2 separate regions of the Mus musculus genome follow, and region 2 is linked to region 1. The links are chromatin contacts, called in public HiChIP or PLAC-seq maps. All regions are on one chromosome and are shown on one strand. The core of a region is the stretch at or near the end of the contact, and the rest is flanking DNA. Distances in the headings are between cores, read along the strand shown.

The links. HiChIP or PLAC-seq counts read pairs in DNA pulled down with a chosen protein or histone mark.
Region 2: a RAD21 HiChIP or PLAC-seq map of pro-B cells shows a contact between it and region 1, with 2.5 times the contacts expected there. The contact joins two enhancer-like sites. A contact is called at or near these places in 1 of 15 datasets of contacts at CTCF or cohesin (pro-B cells), 4 of 484 Hi-C or Micro-C datasets (cochlea and embryonic stem cells), 2 of 115 datasets of contacts at active chromatin or transcription factors (embryonic stem cells and large pre-B cells) and 4 of 9 other capture datasets (adipose tissue, embryonic stem cells, liver and 1 more).

Annotation. Positions count from the first base shown.
Region 1 is chr8:72,083,559-72,086,258 of GRCm38.p6, forward strand. No RefSeq gene overlaps it. Among named protein-coding and RNA genes, the nearest start is that of Olfr373, 15 kb to the right of the region's middle. Within about 2 kb of position 1,398, at least 15 of the 459 cell types and tissues checked have an H3K27ac peak or open chromatin away from gene starts, as enhancers often do. A contact at or near this core is called in pro-B cells, where this site is marked.
Region 2 is chr8:71,979,968-71,982,667 of GRCm38.p6, forward strand. No RefSeq gene overlaps it. Among named protein-coding and RNA genes, the nearest start is that of Gm51535, 23 kb to the right of the region's middle. Within about 2 kb of position 1,319, at least 14 of the 459 cell types and tissues checked have an H3K27ac peak or open chromatin away from gene starts, as enhancers often do. A contact at or near this core is called in pro-B cells, where this site is marked.

The sequences.
Region 1 (2,700 bases), core at 148-2,647:
TCTCTCCTTTGGGTCCCGGGGATTGAACTCAGGTCATCAGGCTTGACATCAAGCCCCCTTTACCACTAAGCCATCTCCTTAGTCCTTATTCAGTCTCACTTAATCACATTACTGTGAGCCTGGACATACCATATGCATGTTTTAGAAGTATACCCTTGAGCTTGCACAGAGTTGCAGAACTGGGACGATGAAGTCTGGACAAAAGGTGAGGGGGTCACACCCAGAACACATGGCACAAAGCCTTTTGTCACCTCTACAAACGACTTTGGGCTCATGGGGATTTTTATTTTATCTTTCAGTGTGTGTGGGGGTGGGGGGCTGTACATGTGAGCTCAGGTGCCCTCAGAAGTCAAGGCATGGAATCCTCTGGAGCTGGCTGTGTGCTACCTGTTGTAGGTGCTGGGTACTAAACATGGATACTCTGCAAGAGGGACACATGCTTTCAATTACTCAGTCATCTCTCCAGCCCCACCAGAGTAATATTTTAAATATCACTTTAGGGTTGGTTTTAATTTAAAGACACATAAACTCCAGGGTGGGTAGAGTCTTGTTTCTCCATCTGAATTTCAAAGAAAGTAAAACAATTTTGTGGAACTGAGGCTGTAGCTCGGTTGCAGAGTAGTTGTAGCTCAGTTGCAAAGTGCTTGTAGCTCAGTAGGTAGAATGCATGTGGCTCAGGTGGTACATTGCTTGTGGCTCAGGTAGTACATTGCTTGCCTAGCATGGACAAGTCCTGGGGTCTATCCCCAGCACAACATCAACTAGAAAGGTGCATGGTTGTTCAAGCCCTTGGAAGATGGAGGCAGGGGAATGAGGACTTCCAAGTCAACCTTAGCTACATAGTGGTGAGTTCAAGGCCACCCTGATTATAGGAGAGTGTCTCAAAAATGAAAAATAGGAAACATTTCCATAAATGTAGTCTCCTGAGCCTGGTGCTGTCAGGGGTGGAGGATCTAAAGAAGGCTCTCTGGGAATGGACCCAAGCCTGGTACCTCTCCTTGTCTCATATTTTCAGCATCAGACTTTAAACGCAACAGCAAGGGAGAAAATGTGAAAGGAAAGTTGTTAAAGTCAATCCAAGAAACCTGTGACACAGGGCTTTCATCCAGCTGCTCAGAGGCTGAGGCAGGAGGATTGCGAGTTTAAAGCCTGCCTGGGGTGAAGAGTGAGTTCCAGTCTAGCTTGGGAAAGTTAGTGACATCCCGTTTCAAAATGTAAAAACAGAAAAGGTCAAACGAGGTCCGGAAAGATGGCTGTGTGTAAAGGAGCTTGCTACCAAGTCTGTGGCCAGGGGCAGAAAGAGCTGACTCCAACAAATTGTCCTCTGACGGACACCTATGGGCTGTGGCATGCACTCCTGCACACAGTTATGTAAGAGAGCAAAAAAGAGGAAGAAAAATATTCACAAGAAAAGTCCAAAGAGGCCTGGGGTGGAACTCACTGGCAGGGCACCTGCCCATATGCAACTCACTGCACCTGGTCCTGTGGCAGGGACCATTCACCCTGAGGAACCCAGCACTCCATCTGAAACACGGAAATAATCCCTGGGGAGAGTGAGGAAGGGTGTCAAGTGAATGAAAGGACTTTCCCGGTGACCAACGACTTGAGTTGGATCCCCAGTACCCATGTAAAGGCAGGACAGAACCCCACAAAGTTGTCCTCTAACCTACACACACACTTCAAACACACACAATAACAAGAAAACTGTAAAAAGAGTCCTCCCAGGATCTACACACATTCAGCCTAACTGCAGAGGGTGGATTTGGTGCATAGAAGCACTAATTTTCTCCCCACCCCCAGCCTCCATAAGTCCAGCTCCAGGGATCCAGGCCCCTCTTCCGGATTCTGTAGGCACTGCACACAATGTGTGCACACACACACCTCTACGTGTAATTGGTAGTAAAAGCTTTTTTAAATACTATTGCAAGCGCAACCTGAAAGAGACTCCAGGCCCTGGTGGAGGTAATTTCCACTAGCAGTGGGGCCATCCAAACACCGTAGGAGGTGATAGGAAGTGTTGAGGGGAATGTGTAATTAAATGTCTCAGTGTCTATGACTGGTAAGTCATTGAGACATCCCCAGGTGTTCTTCATGGCAGGGACCCAATAGCCCACAGCCAGCAGGCCTGAGCTCACTTCTTGCTCCCAACAGAGCCTGGATGGCTGTCTACAACAGTGTATATCCATCAGCTGAGAAGACCCAGGACAGATTCAGGTGAGTTCTGTGAGGGAGTTGGGGGTAAAGGGACACTGGAATAAGACATCCATGGATGAGAGGCAGTTTCTGCCTTGGAACAGGAAAATTTTTTATTTTTATTACATGATAATTTTTTATAGTCACACGACATGTATAGAAGTCAGAAAACACCTTTTGGGAGTCACCAAAGGTTCCACCATGTGAATCCTGAGGCTGTAACTCGGGTTCCACCATGTGAATCCTGAGGCTGTAACTCGGGTTCCACCATGTGAATCCTGAGGCTGTAACTCCGGTTCTCAAGTTTGGCTACAAGGTCCTTCACTTGCTGAACCATCTTTCTCCCCTGGGAAGAAAACTTAAACAGAGATGCTAAAAGTGCTATGATTCAGGCAGAGGAACAAGGGCTGACCTGGGGAAGCAGGCTTGACTTAGTCCCAGGGATCAAACTCAGGTCTTCAGCTTGGCAGAAAGAGCCCTTACCCACTAAGCCATCTTGCTAGCCCT
Region 2 (2,700 bases), core at 69-2,568, 100 kb before region 1:
AGGAAGCAGGCAGGCCCATGTTTTATAGTACTTGTGTCTTGATTAGAGGAGGCCAACTAGGAAATAAACATCAGCTGAGCACCAATATTCCATGAGCAAAATGGATTTTAGTGACTAGGTCTAGAGATCAGTTGGTAGAATGCTTCTCTAGCATGCAGAAAGCCCTAGGTTCAATCTCTAGCACTGCATGGTGAGTCATACTTGTCACCCCAGCCATTGGGTGGTAGAGACAGGGATATTGAGACTTCAAGGTCATCCTGGGCTATAAGATTGGGCTAGCCTAGGATATATGAGCCTGCCTTGGAGTACAAAATGCCATTGTCTGGAAACAGCAAATGGAAAGTTCCTGAGGCAAGATGACAATGAGCCTGTTAGAAAGCAAGAAAGACATGTCTGGGGAGAGAGAGTCTAGATGCTCCCAGGACTCACAGGAAACAGGCTGGGCATGGTGAGACACACTTGTCATCCCAGCTATGTTCATCCCTAGACAGGAAAAAACTAACAGATCCCTGGGGCTCACTTCATTATGTCCCAATAAGCCAAGCTCAGCCACCTGTCCTCAATAAGCCAACTAGAAAAGTCAAATTAACTGTAAAAAGCAGAAAGGGAGATTTAGTCAATGTGGCTGCATTGGAAAGAGGAGCAAAGAGATCCAGCAACTTCTCCAAGTCCATCTTCTGGAGTGGAGTAGAGAAAGGGCAGATGGTGTGCACCTAAGCAGTCCTGGGCATGGTGAGGTCCCACCCATCATTGCCCTACTATCATCTTTGGAAAATTAAAATCTTTCTGGGAGGAGAGAAGACCACCCCCTCTGCCTGTCCCAGGCTCGCCTTCCTCCAGCATGAGAAAATTGCAATTTCCTGGGGTCCGTTTTAATAGTTGTAGCCAAAGAGTCTCTAGAACATACTCACTTCTGCCAAGCTGACTACCACTGACCAGGAAGCCTGTCACCCTGCTAAAGTTCAGGTTCAGTGAGGAGATAAATCCTAACAAACAAGGTTGCTAGAGTGCTGGAGACGTGGCTGAGTGGTTAAGAGCACTTACTACTCTTCCAGACAATCTGAGTTTGGTTTCCAGCACCCGTTGCAGTTCACAGCCATCTGTAACTCCAGCCCAAGGCAATCTGGTGCCTTCCTCTGACCTTTTCAGGAACCTGCACACCTGTGCACATGCACACCCATGTACATACACACATGCAAACACGCACATAAACACAGGAGGAAAAAGAGGAAGAAGGAGGAGGGGAGGAGAAGAAGAGAGAAGGAGGAGGAGATAACCACCAGCAGCAGCAGCCAAATGGAAAGAGGGAGGAGGGGAAAGGTCAGCCAGGGCTAAGGAGTGCAGTGGGGCACTGAGAAGGAAAGGAAGTCAACAACTCAGCTGAGGCTTCTGTCACTCTCTTGCCATCTTGCTCTTACAGATACACTTACCACTCTCAGAAAAACAAACTAACAAAACCTGCTGCCTGGGACCAGTGAGATCGAAGTGATTGCAGCATGTTGCTCAAGTCTGAGGACCTGCATTCTTTTTTTTTTTTTTTTTTTTAATCTTTTAGGCACTTTTTATTTTCAAAAAAAAAATTGTCGTTAATATATAAACATCTCATTCCCTCAAAAAATTCTCCAGCTAGACAGCTGCATGCTCTGATATTTGCATAGGAAATTACCACAGTAAAAAAATAAGGGAGGAGGCAGCAGAACAGCAGCCGAGTTTCTGATGATGGTATGTCTGCATGGAAACATCCGGGAGCCTTGCAAAACTATCTACACCGTTTGTTGCCTAGTTACACATGGAGAAGCAACTTTTCTAAAAAACAAAACTATAATTTATCAAGTTACAAAAATTGTTTTCTTTAAAAAAAACTTACTAAATTACCACAAGATAAATAATGATACAATATTTCAAACATAATTAGATTTTTAATTAAGTTTGCTTTTGGCATTTTGCTTGTGATTTGCCCTTTGGTTAACAGCATTCATGTCACATGCCTAGCCATATTGCTTATTGGTAAGCTTCCAACACATCACTGATATCAAAGGCAGACAACAAGTCAGTTTTAACAGGTTAACTACATGGCACTAATTTCAATAAAATTACTATGTCTTACTGGATATTTCATGCAAAAATCCGTATAAATTGTCACTTAACCAACAGCACTGCATGGGCAAACGTCCTAGTCTTGAGAGAAACTGCACCGGAAATTCAATGCTTCCATGAGTGAAAACAGAGTCTTAAGTTCAACAAGGAACACAGCCACAACGGGAGAACCTGCATTCAATTCCTCAGCCGCAGTGGAAGGAAAGAATTGACTCCTGAAAGTTTCCCTCTAATTATCACATTCAATATGTGGCACTTGGACACTGTACACATGCACACACGCACACACAAACCCCATAGCTGCAGCAACTTGACAAAAAGGCCCTATTGCTGAAATTAACACCTATTTAACTCATTGAAAATGAAGTAACCTGGTGCCTACCTAGAGCCTTCACCCCTACTGGCTAGTGTTCTTGGTACCAGAAGGTACTCTGTAGCTACCAAGGGAGACACATAAACACCAAGTCAGCTGCAAACCCTTTGATCTACAGTGCTGTCCTGCCTGCAAGATATGCTAGGGAAATGGTGGCCAAAAGTTTGTGGCAATAACCAACCAATATCAAATTTGATTTAAGGCCGACCTCATAAGATTGAACCCATACC